2 separate regions of the Sus scrofa genome follow, and region 2 is linked to region 1. A link is a contact called in public Hi-C data. All regions are on one chromosome and are shown on one strand. Each heading gives the region's core, a stretch centred on a gene start, on an enhancer-like site or on the middle of the called end of the contact. The rest is flanking DNA. Distances are from core to core; before and after follow the strand shown. Region 1 overlaps CSRNP3 (cysteine/serine-rich nuclear protein 3). Region 2 overlaps TTC21B (tetratricopeptide repeat protein 21B).

Evidence for each region. Hi-C and Micro-C count contacts between places; a contact is called where the count stands out from the background.
Region 2: a contact with region 1 is called in a Hi-C map of fetal skeletal muscle, with 2.4 times the contacts expected there. The contact joins two enhancer-like sites. A contact is called at or near these places in 2 of 47 Hi-C or Micro-C datasets (embryonic fibroblasts and fetal skeletal muscle).

Annotation. Positions count from the first base shown.
Region 1 is chr15:72,205,019-72,208,131 of Sscrofa11.1, forward strand. The region is part of intron 6 of CSRNP3 (cysteine/serine-rich nuclear protein 3); the gene reads left to right. Among named protein-coding and RNA genes, the nearest start is that of GALNT3, 140 kb to the right of the region's middle. Within about 2 kb of position 1,838, at least 9 of the 83 cell types and tissues checked have an H3K27ac peak or open chromatin away from gene starts, as enhancers often do. A contact at or near this core is called in fetal skeletal muscle, where this site is marked.
Region 2 is chr15:72,427,948-72,430,809 of Sscrofa11.1, forward strand. TTC21B (tetratricopeptide repeat protein 21B) reads right to left here. Exons shown (of 28, transcript XM_021074791.1): 28 at 2,303-2,862. Among named protein-coding and RNA genes, the nearest start is that of TTC21B, 83 kb to the right of the region's middle. Within about 2 kb of position 1,429, at least 2 of the 83 cell types and tissues checked have an H3K27ac peak or open chromatin away from gene starts, as enhancers often do. A contact at or near this core is called in fetal skeletal muscle, where this site is marked.

The sequences.
Region 1 (3,113 bases), core at 588-3,087:
TGAGTATTCTGCTGTGGAGCCATATGGTTCCCATTTATTTTAATGTGTCTTTGACATCAGGAGAATTGCTGAGACAGCAGAGGAAAGTGCTTACAACCTGGACTGCAGCCAGAACTGCGAATATTTATGTTTAGTAATGACTACCTTTTTTCCCAATAAGAAACGGTATGGTCTTAAGATGTGTCCATGTTGAGATTTTAATAAAATGAGAGTTTAAGTTTATATAGTTTGAAAATAGCTGTTACTTTAGTAGCAGTGAAATATATTTCTTAAGCATGAAGTTTTAGGGTTTAATTGCACATATGAGAGATTAAGGAAACAAGCTGGGAGGTATGTGGTACTTATTTTCTCACTGATAATAAAGAAACACACTTTTTATTTGGTTTAACAGCATCACCAAGATAGTACTTTCCATCTGTGATTCTTAAAGCTTTTTATAAAGGTAATTATTTTTGATAATATTCCTTGGAGGTAGGTAAACATAATTCTGAAAATACTAATGGAGGGTCTGAGAGGGTCAGATGCCCATTAATGTAATCTGTATAATGGATTTTCAGCAAATTTATAATTCAGATTTTGACTTGAGGACATTATCTAACCACCTGTTATTTTCCAGGTGCAGGATAGAGAAATATTTTCCCTAATTGATTTGTAATATGATATGCTTATAATAAAGAAGCATTCTTTAAAAATGAGAAAATAAATAAATACTTCAGTATTAATGTATGTTCCATATGTAAATATGGAAATCTTGGATTCCTTGAAAAATTTTAATGTCATCTAAAAGAATATGCATAGTGTAAACAGAGAAAAGAAGGGATAACCTTCATCAAAATTGAGTGAAATTGTTCTCCCTAGGAATAAGGTCAGATGGTCAGTTGAATATATGAAATAGGAAAAAAAAATTCCAACTTCCAGTCTGTTTTGGACAGAACTGAACAGAATGCAGAGTCCAGATTTAGCAAAACACTTAAATATTACATTGTGTTTCAAATATTTTCCTTAAGAATATTAATGTATAAGCTTTATTTAAGTGATACATCATAGAAACACACAATTTATCTTATAACAACAGCCAGAAAAAAGCCTGCATGTCAAATGTAGACTTGGAACGCCAAGATTCATGATGCCTGGTACTATAAATTTGATGGATGAATTGATGAAAAAGGAAAAATTAGAGTGAAACTTGGTAGATCACTCAGTGGTCCTCTTTTAATCTATGGTTTAATCTGAATCTACTTTAGTTTACAAATTAACCATCCCAGTATTAATTGCATTGGATGTGGATGGAGAGGGCATTCCAAGTCACACTGTATTTTCAACAGGACATCCATTTAATTGTAAGCGAGAGAGGGTCAGTGCTAAGTCAACGATATATTAACATTATATATAGAAGAGGAGAAGACTTTTTTTTAAAATTATTTCTCTTGCATTTTTTAAAGTTTCAAGTTTATAACTTTAAAATAGAGTATTTATTCCATTTGTCCTAACAAGTATGAGAACAAAATAACCCCTTGCCTGTTTTTTTAGATTACTCACAAGAATTAGGGGGAAAGTGTAGGGGACATCTTTTATAAATAAAAGTATGTGCATGTAAAATAGCTAGTTCTGAAAAATGGCCACTTTTGTGAGTTAACCATCTTAATTAATGATTTATGATGTCAAAGCTGGAAGGTCAAAGTTTACACTTAATTTTTATATGCAGCTTTCTGAATTTACATCAAAATCCTGGGCAGTAAGCCTTTTTCCTTTCAAGCTGAGAATTGCAAGTCGATGATTACTCTATTAAACAAGCCCTGTAATGCAAATTTGGCTTGCAAAGTGCTGAGAGGCCTGGGCTGTAGCTGTCAGAGCGCTGGTTCTCTCCATACAGATCTCTCGCCTGCTTGTGTGGACGCAGTGACAGACTGAACGGATGACTACGTGACATGCATGTTTATAATCCAAAACAAAGCTGTAGTCATCTGGCCCCCAAGTCATCTTTTATTATATATTATTATGTATTATTTCTATTCTCGTTAATTTTTTGTGCTTAAATGTATATGCAGTATTTGTATGTATCATGACAGAAAATTTATTATTTCACATAGTCTTGTGTGAGAGGGTTTTTTTATTTTGTTTTGTTTTTATAAACTGGTAATTTAAACAAAAGGGTTTCATCTTGAATTATTTCCTTCAAAAGTTTACACTGCATAGAAGACGTTATTAGTCTTGAGAATAATCCATTGTAAGTATTTTCACTTACTATTAGGATGGAAAATGCTTATGGCTAAATGGTTAACCCACCCAATCTTGTCTATGAATTATAAACCTATTCCTCTACAGGAGGAATGACATCAGAATGACAACTGGTTCTTATGTATGTTTATCATATTTTATACTCCCCAGTCTATTTGCTGCTTTACTAGTACATAAGGTGTTTGGTTAGTTTGAGATGCAGAAGAGTAGCATTTAGGGCTGGAGAGACACATGCTACAGTTTGAGGAGCGTTTAGAGCTATCGTTCACACCATAGGGAACCAAATACAAACTTAGACTTCTTATCTCGAGCATCATTTCAAGTGGGAGTTACTCTACCATGATTTTTCTTTTTGAATGCTACTTTCTTAGTAATAAGGGTGGTAGTAAAAGGGGAAAAAAAGCCCCTGATTTGTTATTTGAGGAGTTCTGACATTTTCTTACATTCACCGACTCTGTCTCAGTTCTGATGGCCTTTTTAGAAATGCAAAGCACTTCAATTCCAGAATATTGGGAATACCACACTATTGTCTCTAACATCCCCAGTGTCTGGGAGAGTCTCTTTCTTCCGCTTGTGATTGTTTTTGCATGTGTTATTCTGTTCATAACTGAGTATAAAATAGCATATCATTGATTTGGCCATCACTTGATATTACATACTTAAGGAAATTTGGATTTTGTTCATGGTTGGAAAGAAAATATTCCCAGTTAGTCTTCATTTTAATTTTGCCTCTTGTTCACTAAGCCCTCAGATATTTCTTTGGAGTTGCTCCCACTTGAATGATTTACTACTGCTTTAAATACCTTACTTGAGCAAAATAACAAACAACACAGTTGGGGCAAATGTATTTGAGAAACTTGAGAATGTGACTTAAG
Region 2 (2,862 bases), core at 179-2,678, 220 kb after region 1:
TAGAGAGTTTAGTTAAGGGTGATATGATACAGACTGACATAGCTACTTGAGAGCACACCCTGGATGCGGGCGTGGTCTCTGAGGAGGTGATGATAAACTGATACCTGAATGAAAAAGCCTAGAGAGGGAGGCTTGGACACAGGAATTGGGGATAAGGGAGAGGAGCATAGGGAGAGAATTCCACTAGAGGACGGAAGGGCAGAAGTCTAATGAGATACATGCATGTAGAGAGTGCAAATTAATGTTTGCTGGGAGGAAGAGAGGGGAGGGAGAGAGACGGAGGGAGGGAGAGGGAGAGAGGCAGGCATGAATCAGAATCCTAACTCCTGTATGGCCATGCTTCTAGGGGAACTGACTGGTCCTCTCTATCTCACCTTCGCCTGCTTTGTCTCTTTTCTTCTGTGAAGGTTCTTCTCAGTTGCAATTACTTGACCTCGTTCAGCTTATAATAAATAAGTAAAGTTATTGTCTATTAAGAGCCTAAGTGAGTCAGATTCATTAATAGGTTTTATGTACATTCTCTTATTTAATTCTTACAACAACCTGAGGAAGGTTATTACGCTTCTTCTTCTTTTTTTTTGCTATTTCTTGGGCTGCTCCCGCGGCATATGGAGGTTCCCAGACTAGGGGAACCTAGCCGGCCTATGCCAGAGCCACAGCAACGCGGGATTCGAGCCGTGTCTGCGACCTATACCACAGCTCACGGCAATGCCGGATCGTCAACCCACTGAGCAAGGGCAGGGACCGAACCCGCAACCTCATGGTTCCTAGTCAGATTCGTTAACCACTGTGCCACGACGGGAACTCCTATTATGCTTCTTTATGGATGAGAAAACCGAGGCTCAGAGAACCTTTGAAACTCGAGAAAGATTTCAGATCTAGTAAGTAGTAAGGCCAATCTTTAAAGCTGGGTTGGTCTGACTTCTAATCCTTGCTCTCAACTGCTATACTACACTGCTCCTCTTACACTTACACTTCTTTTTGGTAGTTTCCACATTTGTAAGATGTGTTCATTCCACTCACTCCATCTTTTTCCTCATGACCTAGCCATCTCTGTGATAGAACACTCAGTTTCATCTGCTAGCCAGAGGCAGGTAAGAAAATTTTTCTTACAGTCTAATTGTAGAAGGCATCTTCATATAGGAAAGGCTGGTATGGAATCCAGGCTCTGACAAATTTTCTGTGACCTTGGACAAATCATTTAGTTTGAACCTCATCTTGCCATCTGAAAGAATGTTATTTCTCTGGAGAGTTGAGTGAAAGCTAAAAGACATCCATCTATCAAGGAAAGTTCCTAGAATAGAATTTAACAAATGGTAGAATAAGTGGCTGCTTACGAAACAAAAACAAACTCCTCACTTTACAGATAGGAAAACTGATTTGGAAATATCTTGCTGGGAGAACAGATGTTCTACTTTCTCTAATTTCCATGACTCGAGCATTCCATGATGCAGGCTCACTGAAACTGCTGAGGGTATTCTGTTATATGCTGTCCTTAACAATGTCAGTTCAGGTCGAAAAAGACACCCCCCTCCTCTCCCACCCCCTGAATTACAGAGAGATTGTCATGGTGCCAGAACTGTAAAGCAGGGATAATATCTATGTTATAGTGTTGTGAGGATAAAATGTAGTAAGACTTGTGAAAATGTATTAACAGACATGAAATGCTTCATAAACACTCTATTTAGGAGTTCCCATTGTGGCTCAGTGGAAACGAATCTGATTAGCATCCATGAGGATGCTGGCCTTGCTTAGTGTGTTAAGGATCCACTGTTGCCGTGAGCTGTATAGGTCGCAGATGCAGCTCCGATGATCCTGTGTTGCTGTAGCTGTGGTGTAGGCTGGCGGCTACAACTCCAATTTGACCCCTAGCCTGGAAACCTCCGCATGCCATGGGTGCAGCCCTAAAAAGACACACACAGACACACACACACTGCTCTATTTAGCATTTTCTTGAAATTTCATAAATAAAAGAATGATTAGAATTTTATAACATAATCAGAATTTTAAAAGGACTTTGGAAAACCGGAGAAGTGATCAGAAACAAGAGACTGTAACTCAAAAGAAATAAACATGAAGTTCTTAAGGAAAAGCAAATGACTTTAAAAAATACTGTTTATTGAAGATGCAATTAAAATTGAAGACTGTTTATTGCATTTTTAAAGGCAACTGAAAAAGATGTAGACAACATGTTTAAAATAATGCTAAGAACTGAGTTTATGTAGGTCAGGTTTAGTTCAGTGTAAAAGGGTAGGAATGCTCACCTAGGGGTGGGGAAGGACATAAGGAACAGTGGGGTCTGTAGGGTTTTTTGGTACTTTATTGTTACCACCAGATGTTACAATGTCTGAAGTTACACCAAAAGACCCAGTCTTTGGGTTAAGGTTAAATCTTGCTTTAAAGGTTTACCTATTTAAGCTAATTTCAGGTACTGATTATTTCTTAAGATCACATTGGCATTGAGAGCAGGAGGAATCAGTTCAACAAAGAAAAGGGAGGCGAGTTCCCATCATGGCTCAGCAGTTAACGAATCTGACTGGCATCCATGAGGACGCAGGTTTGATCCCTGGTCCCACTCTGTGGGTTAGGGATCCGGCGTTGCCGTGAGCTGTGGTGTAGGTTGCAGACGAGGCTCAGATCTGGCATTGCTGAGGCTGTGGTGTAGGCCAGTGGTTACAGTGCTCCAATTTGACCCCTAGCCTGGGAACCTCCATAAGCCATGCATACAGCCCTAAAAAAAAAAAAAAGAGGGAAACACACACACTATATTTTTCTATGAAAGTCACATTTTCTGTAATAATACTTATTAGCACTGCAGACTGCATAGGGGGCTTACCCTGATTTTGCAAACTTTGCTGTGTC